2 separate regions of the Podarcis muralis genome follow, and region 2 is linked to region 1. The links are chromatin contacts, called in public Hi-C maps. All regions are on one chromosome and are shown on one strand. Each heading gives the region's core, a stretch centred on a gene start, on an enhancer-like site or on the middle of the called end of the contact. The rest is flanking DNA. Distances are from core to core; before and after follow the strand shown. Region 1 holds the start of USO1 (USO1 vesicle transport factor). Region 2 holds the start of INTS10 (integrator complex subunit 10).

Region 1 (5,935 bases), core at 2,100-4,599:
GACCTTCCGATCGGCAAGCCCTAGGCTCAGTGGTTTAGACCACAGCGCCACCCGCGTCCCTGTGTGTGTGTGTATGTATGTATCTGTATATGTGTGCATATACACAGTACATACCAACGTAAACACCATTCAGCGGTCATCTTCCCTGAGCATTAGGTAAGTTTTCTGGAGATGACGCAGCTGTAGACCCAAGGCTGAAGAACACTGGTCCACAATGACTGACAGCAGATCTCCCAGTCCTACCTGGGATTCAATATGGGATTCAATATGGGACCTTCTGCATACAAGGTGCTCTATCACTGAGCTATGGCCCAAACATTTTGCTACACTCTAATATCCATCACAAAGTTCTCCTGTTCCTTATAATAGCATACTGCAGCATTTTAGGCTTGACATGAAGTCTCGTCTTTCCATATTGTTTTAAAATACAAAGCAGAATCAATCTGGGCACGCTTCAAATCTTCAAAGATAAATGAGCAGGCAAAGACAATTAACACTTAGTACTGCTTCAGCTCAACAGTGGGGAGGAGTGCTACAGGATACCCACATGTTTTCCTGACACAGGTGAACAAAGCTGCTTTTGGGGGGGGGGGTGTTATAAACTGATAAGCAACTGGTGGGGGAAAGATGATTAAAATAAGCTCTCTCGATGCATCCTTCTCTCAGACTTGCAGCCTATCAATACTCAAATACCTTTTAAAAAGAAAACAGGGGAAAGCAAATGGAACTCTACATAATGTGTCTTTTGTGTCTCAAATAGTTGATTTTTCAGTGAAACAAGTTAAGACCTACACCCACACACTCTATTAACTGCAGACAGTAGGTTTTTGTTTAGTACTCAACATGAAGATGCGTGTAATCTCTCAAAAGTTTTTAGCACAGCAAAGCAGTGGCTATTTTCCTGGCAGCATATCTGAGAAACAAGGTGATACATACTGGGAACACTCAGAAAATGCAGGGAGTTGTTTCTCCTTTGACTCTTCAGTGCGATCAAAGGCCACGAAACATCATCTTTTATTGCAGCCTCTGCACCGAGATAACTTTCATATAGCTCTGAATGGAAAGGAGATTCCTGCAGTTGAGAAATACTCACCTGGTCTGAAACATGGTGAAGAACTGAACAAGCTAAGATGCTAAGGGTGAGAGCTCTTGGGCAATGAAAAATCTGTGGCCCTACTGTAATGACTTTGCTTCCTTTGCAAGTACAGTGGTGCCCCGCAAGACGAATGCCTCGCAAGACGAAAAACTCGCTAGACGAAAGGGTTTTCCATTTTTTGAGTCGTTCCGCAAGACGAATTTCCCTATGGGCTTGCTTCGCAAGACGAAACGTCTTGCGAGTTCTTGCGAGTTTGTTTCCTTTTTCTTAAAGCCACTAAGCCGCCAACAGCCGCTAAGCCGTTAATAGCCGCTAAGCCGCTAATAGCCGCTAATAGCCATGCTTCGCAAGACGGCAAAACCGCAAGACGAAGAGACTCGCGGAACGGATTAATTTCGTCTTGCGAGGCACCACTGTATGGGAAACCACACTGTTATTAAACAACTGGGAATCAGAAATCTTTCACAAATCATCCAACAACAGGGTTGCCATATTTCAAAAAGTAAAAACCAGGACACCCAAAAGTTGTTGAGCTTTTAATTGTTCAGCTTTTTTTTTTAGGAAAATCTGAAAGTTGTTGACCTTTTTATAGACACACACCCCCCCCCCCAATTTTTGATTGTACTTCTTGGGGAGTTATTGGTATCATATTTGATGTCCATATGAAATGTGCTGGGTGTGCATCATACACAGAATCACAGGTTACTAAACCCTCATTTATAGTGTGACATAAATCCAAACTCCCACACAAAAGTTGCACAACAATGTACAAGAAGTCAGTCTGGTAAATTATTTTGTATTCAAGTTATGTCACTACTGGGGACAAAGGAGACAGGAGAGAGTGGTAACAAGTGTTTTGGGTAATATATGATCACACAAATGTAGAAAGCATTTTAGCAAACTGTAGCGTAGAGCTAGCAAAGATGTACCTACCAAAACTCTCTCTTATTAAATGGAAAGGCCTGGTAAAGTAGCACTACGTATACGGAAGACAAATATGGTCCTTCACACCAAATAAATGGACATGACAGTGGGTGGGACAGCAAGTTTGAAAAAGCAGATGAGGTCAAACAGTGGTTGGTAAATGGCAAAGGGGCATTATTTATTTAATGTGCATACTGCCTTCCACCCGAAGATCGCAGGCTGGCTCACAGCATAAAAACACAAGAACACATGAAAAAGAACAAACTAATAACCACGCCCCCAACACCTTTGAAAGGATGTAAGGTCCGTATAGTTAAAGCTATGGTTTTCCCAGTAGTGATGTATGGAAGTGAGAGCTGGACCATAAAGAAGGCTGATCGCCGAAGAATTGATGCTTTTGAATTCTGGTGCTGGAGGAGACTCTTGAGAGTCCCATGGACTGCAAGAAGAACAAACCTCTCCATTCTGAAGGAAATCAGCCCTGAGTGCTCACTGGAAGGACAGATCCTGAAGCTGAGGTTCCAATACTTTGGCCACCTCATGAGAAGAGAAGACTCCCTGGAAAAGACCCTGATGTTGGGAAAGATGGAGGGCACAAGGAGAAGGAGATGACAGAGGACGAGATGGTTGGACAGTGTTCTCGAAGCTACCAGCATGAGTTTGACCAAACTGCAGGAGGCGGTGGAAGACAAGAGTGCCTGGCGTGCTCTGGTCCAGGGGGTCACCAAGAGTTGGACACGACTAAACCACTAAACAACTAAACAACAACAAGATGTTCATCGGCCCAATATAGAAATAAAATAATAATACCATCGCCATATATCAAGCCTGCATACCGCCCTTCCCCCGAGAATCAGTGTTATTAAAAACCACACTGAAAAGCATAGCGACGAACAGGCTGTGTACACGCAAGGCCCAAACACGCGTGTTACACGTAACGTGTGAATCCGCCCCGATGGCGTGATGGGCGGTGAGGAAGGGCGAGTGGAACGGGGAGCCGGCCGTCAGGCAACCGGGCGCCCTAAGGGAGGGACTTCGCCGGGGGAAGGGCGACACGGGTCGCCGCCGGGGGGACGGGACACCTAAGCGAACTTCCCCGTCGGAGGACTCACCGTCTCGGCTCCGGAGGGCTGGGGCCCGGAGCTCTGGCCGCCCATGACGCCCCGCAAGAAGTTCATCTTCCCCGGCCGGCCTTCCCCGCCTCGCCAGGCTCGCTAGGCCGCGGCTCCTCTCCTCGGGCCGCGTCAGCTCCCGTCAGCAGCCAACAGCGCCGCCAGTGCGCCTGCGCCAAGACGTGGCACAAAGGTAGCCATCCTACCGAGAGCGACGCCGGAGAGACACCCCGCCTGAACTTCCGGTGTAGGGCACAAAGGTAGTCACCCTAGAGAGAGGAAACTGGTAGAGGGACACACCGCCTCAACTTCCGGCTTCTGTAGACTTCTCTCCCACGAGGTTAGGGGTTGAAACCCGCCCATGGAGGGGAAATCGAAAGCTTTTTTCTTGTTTTGTTTTTTCAGCGCAGGCTTTGATTTAGGCCAGCCCTCCTCATGCAGAAGGCATGGCTTGGCTTTAGTTATTATTTCATTCCATTAAAAGCGTTTAAAACTGCAACGTTTTTGTTGTTTAGTCGTTTAGTCGTGTCCGACTCTTCGTGACCCCATGGGCCAAAGCACGCCAGGTACTCCTGTCTTCCACTGCCTCGCCCTTCCTCACCGCCCATCACGTCATCGGGGCTGATTCACACGTTACGTGTAACACACGTGTACACAGCCTGTTCGTCGCTATGCTTTTCAGTGTGGTTTTTAATAACAGTGATTCTCGGGGGAAGGGTGGTATGCAGGCTTGATATATGGCGATGGTATTATTGTTTTATTTCTTTATTGGGCTGATGAACATCTTGTTGTTGTTTAGTTGTTTAGTCGTGTCCGACTCTTCGTGATCCCATGGACCAGAGCATGCCAGGCACTCCTGTCTTCCACTGCCTCTCGCAATTTGGTCAAACTCATGCTGGTAGCCAACAAAGGTCCGTATAGTTAAAGCCATGCTTTTCCCAGTAGTGATGTATGGAAGTCAGAGATGGGACCATAAAGAAGGCTGATCACTGAAGAATTGGTTCTTTTGAATTCTGGTGCTGGAGGACTCTTGAGAGTCCCATGGACTGCAAGAAGATCAAACCCATCCATTCTGAAAGAAATCAGCCCTGAGTGCTCACGGGAAGGACACATCCTGAAGCTGAGGCTCCTAGACTTTGGCCACCTCATGAGAAGAGAAGACTCCCTGGAAAAGACCCTGATGTTGGGAAAGATGGAAGGCACAAGGAGAAGGGGACGACAGAGGACGAGATGGTTGGACAGTGATCTCGAAGCTACCAGCATGAGTTTGACCAAACTGCGGGAGGCAGTGGAAGACAGGAGTGCCTGGCGTGCTTTGGTCCATGGGATCACGAAGAGTCGGACACGACTAAACAACAACAATGGTATTTTAAACTGTGTGCAGGGGGGGGGGGGTTATAGGGCTGAAGAGCGGCATGTAGCTATAAAATAAAAAACAACACCGATGATGATGATGTTTCTAAATGCCGCAGCCCAGGGACTCAGCTATACAGCTGCAAATGAAGTGTTTTGAATGTGTTGTACAGTGCCATATCCAATTTGTGGCACTAGATGGCGACTGTGAGCTATAGCAAATTCAATGCCTTTTTCAAAACGATTTTTAAAAAAAAGCATTTTCACAACGTTTTTAACACGCTTGTTAGATGCCACCCAGGTTCCAGACCGGCTCTGACAGGGGCGAGAAGTGTGGTCGATACGGAAACGCTTTCCTTTTCTTGAAAGAATGTCTTTTTAAAAATAATAATAATAATCATCATTTTTTCAATACAAACAATACCAACAAAAACCATATACAAAAAACCACAATAACACTAATAACACAATAAAACAATTCAGATTTGAGTACTGATATACCTATAACTACACCTTTTTAACAATATTTCCCCAACTCTCCTCCCCCTACTTCCCAGCACTGTCCGCCTTATCACTTAAGTATTCCTTCCAGATTTCTTCATATTTATCCATTCTTAATTTGCGTCGATATGCAATTCGTTCGTAGGTGACTAGTCTGTCCATATTGTCAATCCATGTGCTCAATGGGATCTTTTTGCGGCTCTTCCAATTCATCAAGACAAGTTTTTTTGCTTCCAATATGGCACGATACATCCATATATATATGGACTATATATATATATATATATATATATATGCAGGTTTTGGTGTCCTCGGGTGTCTTCCCGTGTAAAAGTTGGGGTGTCTAGGCGACGTTTCGACGAGGTCTCACTCGTCATCTTCAGGCTGGTGCTTTCGGCTTCTTGTTACTGGAACAGAGCAGGATCTCAGTGTTTGAGTTCCTATAAATACTGTTGAGGAGGTGTGGTGTATAGCCTCCAGTGTTCTGGGCAGAGAGGAAGTTCCCAGGCTAGTGTGCCTTTTCTTCTTTTGTTCCTTAATTGCTTGAGGGGTATCTTGAGTGATTTCTTGAGTGATATCCTGAGTACCACTTAGGTGGGTCATTAGGTGTGGATTCTTAGAACAAAAGAAGAAAAGGCACACTAGCCTGGGAACTTCCTCTCTGCCCAGAACACTGGAGGCTATACACCACACCTCCTCAACAGTATTTATAGGAACTCAAACACTGAGATCCTGCTCTGTTCCAGTAACAAGAAGCCGAAAGCACCAGCCTGAAGATGACGAGTGAGACCTCGTCGAAACGTCGCCTAGACACCCCAACTTTTACACGGGAAGACACCCGAGGACACCAAAACCTGCATTCCTGTACCCGTGAAAATCTACGAAAGCAAATATATATATATATATATAGTCCATATATATATGGACAATATATATATTGACCCCTTGT
Region 2 (5,935 bases), core at 1,356-3,855, 150 kb before region 1:
AACACTGCCATAAAGCAGTACAATTTTAAGTAGAGTGGTTCACAGACAATTTTTTCAGTCCTCGATTGGAAAAAAGGAAAAAATGGAAAGCATCTTACATGTCATATAGCAATCTGCCTGCTGATGCTGTACGTTCTGCATTCCGTTCAATAGTGTACATCTCATACTGAAAAAACAAGGGCATAAGATGAGCCATACAGAACACCTTCTATCAAACTTCTCAATATCACATCTTTCTACCTTACCACAGTAAAAAACGAAGAGGGCAGAAGCATGCATGCTCTCTCTCTCTCTCTCTCACACACACACACACACACACACACACACACACTTTTTAAAGGCAGGCAAAGACACAGGCAGAAACAACCTTTTTCCTATTTGTTTGGCATCTCCATTTAGAACTCTGAGAGGTATGAAAGCAAAGTGCCTGTGCATTTAATGTAGAGTAGAAAGTAATGTAGAGAGTAATTTAATGTAGAGACTGGAGAGTAGGGGTTGAAACGTAAGTTGATGGGGGTATTGCATCTAAATCTATCTTTACCAAAATGTGAAGTGTGTTTTGTTTGGAGCATGTTTACACCGCTGCCTGTTCTCAACATTGCAGTGTGATACTTTCAGGCAATTTAGAGCAATGGGCACTAGAACATAAACAAATGAGTTCACTTGAGGTATCTGTATATCCTATTATAGTACTGTACTACTTCCTACACTATTGCAGTGGGGTATATTTAATAAGGTTACCAGACGTTCCCAGATTTACAAATCAGTCCCCTGACAAAAGCCATCTATTTAGTAGGAAGTTGAAAAGTGTCCCCGGATTCATTTAAAAAAATCTGGTAACCTTAGTATATTAGGATCAACGAAAACACAAAGAAGCAAACAAGCATTCCAATCCATCAAAAACCTTTACCTGATGAAAGCCTTAAAACAAAGACAGCGCTTTGGCTAGTTAAACAATCTATGGCTTTTTGGAAGAGACTGGGGTATTTTTAATCTTTGTTGGAAGCCGCCCAAAGTGGCTGGGGAAACCCAGCCAGATGGGCGGGGTACAAATAATAAATTATTATTATTAAATTATTACTCTAATGCATTTCTTCCCCAACCCATGGTTTTAAGGTATCTATGTGGCAGAGGAGGGGGGAGGTTGCTTGGCTGTCAGCCACTCTGGGCTGCCCAGGGCAGAATGAAGCAGTGAACAAATTCAAATAATAATAATAATAATTTATTATTTGTTCCCCAGCCACTCTGGGCGGCTTCCACAAAGACCAAAAATACACTAAGGTGTCACACATTAAAAATTTCCCTGAAGAGGGCTGCCTTAAGATGTCTTCTAAATGTCAGGTAGTTGTTTATCTCTTTGACATCTGATGGGAGGGCGTTCCACAGGGCGGGTGCCACTACCGAGAAGGCCCTCTGCCTGGTTCCCTGTAACCTCACTACTCGCAGTGAGAGAACTGCCAGAAGGCCCTCGGAGCTGGACCTCAGCGTTGGGGCAGAACGATGGAGGTGGAGGTGCTCCTTCAGGTATACTTGGCCGAGGCCGTTTACGGCTTTAAAGGTCAACACCAAGACTTTGAATTGTGCTCAGAAACGTACTGGGAGCCAGTGTAGGTCTTTCAAGACCGGTGTTATGTGGTCTCAGCGGCCGCTCCCAGTCACCAGTCTAGCTGCCGCATTCTGGATTAGCTGTAGTTTCCGGGTCACCTTCAAAGGTAGCCCCACGTAGAGCGCATTGCAGTAGTCCAAGCGGGAGATAACCAAAGCATGCACCACTCTGGCCAGACACTCCGTGGGCAGGTAGGGTCTCAGCCCGTGTACCAGGTGGAGCTGGTAGACAGCTGCCCTGGACACAGATTTGACCTGCGCCTCCATGGACAGTTGTGAGTCCAAAATGACTCCCAGGCTGCGCAGCTGGTCCTTCAGGGGCACAGTTACCTCATTCAGGACCAGGGAGTCCTCCACACCTGCCCGCCTCCTGTCCCCCCAAAACAGTACTTCTGTCTTGTCAGGATTCAACCTCAACCCATTAGCCACCATCCATCCTCCAACCGGTTCCAGGCACGATAACTGCTATTGGCTTCTGCTATTGAGGGTGAGCGCTCTTGCTACCCAACGACTCGCATGGCAGAAGCCTGGATTTCTCCACCGCCTCCCAAGAGCAGCTTTCCCATCTTTGAAGCTCTTTAAACAAGCAGGCAAAAAAAAAAAAGTAGGGAAAAGAAAACATGGCAAGTCGGAAGCGCTGTCCCCAAATAGGTAAATGAACTGGGCGTGCTAAGCGTTCCTATCTCTATGGTGCTGAGCCCGCAGGACAGCAGCGAAAAAAGGGAGGGAAGGGCTTGGGCGCGCAAAGCATTGTGGGGGAAAGGAGCCGTTAAGGGGAGGCCGCACGGAGCCTGGCGCGCCCTCACCGACCTGGATGTTGAAGTCGGCGGGGTAGAGGCTCCGCGCGGTGATAAGCCAGGCCTTGGCCGCCCACAGGTCCCCCTGGACCAGCTCCCGCGCCCGCTTCACCAGGAACTCGCAGTCTCCCTGCGCCGACATCTTGGCCGTTGCCGGGAGTCGCGCTCCCTCACGACCCGCACATGCGCAGACGGGCCTCGCGACGCCATCTTTCTAGGGCCGGTGACGTAGAGGAGGCGTTTTGCGCCTGCGCCGCAGTTACCATGGTTTCCACCACCACCACCAGCCCGGTGTTTCTAGTGTCATTATAGACTTATGAAAGTTGTAGACTGACAATACAATTTTCTTGAGGCAGGACTTCCGGGTTGCTTTCTGACCCCTTTCCACCCACCCTACAAGTGACTGCTCCCCATAGGAAGCAACGGGGAAATTTAAAAAGCTTATAGCATAGCTGGGCAGGGGCGGCTGCATCGTGTTCCATCCCGAAGACTGAAGGAGGAAATGAAATCACTACAGCATCCCTGGTAGCCATCCAGCCTCTGTTGAAATGCCCGCGTCTGCAGTCCGTTCATAGCCATCAACGTTTCCCCTTTTTTTAAGGGAAATTCCCTTATTCTGAATAGGATTCCTCGCAAGAAAAGGGAAATGTTGACAGCTATGAATCCACTGTCAAGGCTCTGGTGCTGTCAGTAAGTGGTCCAGTGCCCAGGGCCTTCTGGCGGTTCCCTCACTGCGAGAAGTGAGGTTACAGGGAACCAGGAAGAGGGCCTTCTCGGTGGTGGCGCCTGCCCTGTGGAACTCACTCCCACCAGATGTCAAGGAAATAAACAACTGTCTGACTTTTAGAAGACACCTGAAGGCAGCCCTGTTTAATGTTGTATTGTGTTTTTAATATTTGGTTGGAAGCCGCCCAGAATGGCTGGGGAAACCCAGCCTGATGGATGGGATATAAATAATAAATTATTATTATTATTATTGTTATTATGCTTTGGAGAATGTAAAAGCAGCTGCATGCAACTCAGTTGGAGTGTTATGTTATGTCTTGTCCAGGGGGGGGGCACAATTTAAGAAGTTTAACTTGCACTGAGACCTGAGATGGATTTTGTGGTGGAGGGTTTTTTTTGGGGGGGGGGCAATGCAAACCCAAATTTGCAGTGCAATAAACTTCTGCAATAAAGCACTAGTTGTTGTTGTTATTCCACCCTTCATCCGAGGATCACAGAGCCGTTAACAGTATAAAAGTACAAAAATGAAAAACATAATAACAAAATAATAACACACACCCCACATTCACATTGCCTCTCCAAAATCATGACTCGCCCACATTTCAATAAGATGTAGAATCCACACATTCAACTGAGGGAGGGGAACCAAATGGCTTCTCTTTAAAGTAAGTGTGTGTGTGTGTGTTTGTTTGTTTAGGTCAGGCTTTTACCAGCAAGTGTGGATTGGCCCTATGTTAAAAATAGAGGGTGCAATCGACACTTCCTTGACCTCATTGGAACTTTCTTCTCAAGTAATGTATAGGATTCAGTTGCATGAGTTTTACTATGGTCACTTCCAGGCAACTTGTCCATTGAGCATTCACTCTGCTTTTCTTCTGGGAAAGAATGTAATCTACTTCAAATACTAGCAGTGGGAGCACCCTGGAGTTGGAGTAAATGATACTGTGTTCATGCACTCAGTCTCTCCATAGTAAAGATAAAGGGACCCCTGACCATTAGGTCCAGTCGTGGCTGACTCTGGGGTTGCAGCGCTCATCTCGCTTTATTGGCCGAGGGAGCCGGCGTACAGCTTCCGGGTCGTGGCCAGCATGTCTAAGCCGCTTCTGGCGAACCAGAGCAGCGCACGGAAATGCCGTTTACCTTCCCTATTTATCTACTTGCACTTTGACGTGCTTTTGAACTGCTAGGTTGGCAGGAGCAGGGACCGAGCAACGGGGGTTCACACCGTCGCGGTGATTTGAACCACCGACCTTCTGATCGGCAAGTCCTAGGCTCTGTGGTTTAACCCACAGCGCCACCCGCGTCCCAACAGTCTCTCCATATCAATGATCAAAAGACCTTCAGGCTGCAATTGCTGTGGATAGCAAGAAACAGGGCCAGCCTGTCTATGAGGCAGTTTGGTGCCCAGCGTGGGGAAACTGCCTCTGGTGCAACTCCACCCAGACCACAGAACACAGCTCCATCTAGACCAGTAAAACACCCAGCTAATAGCACTTCCATCTTGTCTGGCTGAAGCTTCTGCTTATTTTCATTCATTTCATAACCGCTATCCATTCATGTTGACAAGATTCTATGCAGCTGCAGTTTTTAATCAGTAATAAGAACAATTAATTTCTTAATTTATAACCCTGCACCTTCCCCAAAAGGAGCCCAGGAAAACATTTCAATAGGAATACAATTAAAACATCTAAAAACAGTTCAAAACAACCTTCTATAAAGATGGAAGGAGGGTGTACTTCAAAATCTTATCTACTGAAGTTAGTTAATTCAATTCAGCACTAAAAGAACCTGAGCATATTATGGCTGGCCAAGCAATTTGTGGTTACAGCAGCATTGTTTATTGTGACTTGCTGTCTTTATCCCTTATGCATTTGGTTCTGGCGAGTGCTGTTAATGAAGATGCATGAGATTTCCAGCTCAACCATCAGATTTGCAGCCTTGAGCTGTTTTTCAGCAAGAAATATTTTTGGTCTCTCTATGGAAGATCCAAACAGGTGGCATTTCATACTTGCCTTTCTTTGTCTTTTAAAACAAGAGATGGGGGGCATTTCATGCTAATTGAGGGATCTGTTATATGAGCCTTTGCATATTCTGTGCCTGCAGGTGTTAAGTATCACCATCGTATAAAATATGGCTCCCTCTTTAGACTCCCTCTTTGGACTGTGCTAGCATAGAGGGAACCTTAGCCGAGTCATCACAGTGGAAACTTGTTTGTGTCAGCTGTGGGGGAAAACGCTTCCACCTAATTGTTTCTTCTCCTGCCTGTGCTCTGTAAGAATGATATTGTGGATCTTTCAGTCTGTCTCAGGTCTGTAAACATGTGCATGCATGTGTTTAGCCAGTTTCGCCCTAATGACTCAGGATGACATTTATCTCTGCATAAACCCGGATTTATCAAACATAGTACTTTTTTTAAAGTTTCTCAAAGGCAGTTAAAGATCTCTCAATCTCTCTTTTAGGGATTCCTAAGGTGGGTGGTGCTGTGGTCTAAACCACTGAGCCTAGGGCTTGCCAAGCGGAAGGTCGGCGGTTCGAATCCCTGCGACGGGGTGAGCTCCCGTTGCTCGGTCCCAGCTTCTGCCAGCCTAGCAGTTTGAAAGCACGTCAAAGTGCAAGTAGATAAATAGGTACCGCTCCAGTGGGAAGGTAAACAGCGTTTCCATGCGCTGCTCTGGTTTGCCAGAAGTGGTTTAGTCATGCTAGCCACATGAACTGGAAGCTGTGTGTGGACAAACGCCGGCTCCCTCGGCCAGTAAAGCAAGATGAGCGCCGCAACCCCAGAGTCATCAGCGACTGGACAACTGTCA

What was found. A called contact is a pair of places that touch in the nucleus more often than the background predicts.
Region 2: a Hi-C map of blood shows a contact between it and region 1, with 2.1 times the contacts expected there. The contact joins the promoter of INTS10 here to the promoter of USO1 in region 1. A contact is called at or near these places in 2 of 3 Hi-C or Micro-C datasets (blood and tail).

Annotation. Positions count from the first base shown.
Region 1 is chr13:48,643,740-48,649,674 of rPodMur119.hap1.1, reverse strand. It overlaps USO1 (USO1 vesicle transport factor), which reads right to left and starts at 3,349. Exons shown (of 26, transcript XM_028701715.2): 1 at 3,133-3,349. The coding sequence starts at 3,198.
Region 2 is chr13:48,796,186-48,802,120 of rPodMur119.hap1.1, reverse strand. INTS10 (integrator complex subunit 10) reads right to left here and starts at 2,605. Exons shown (of 16, transcript XM_028701723.2): 1 at 2,416-2,605; 2 at 99-166. The coding sequence starts at 2,544.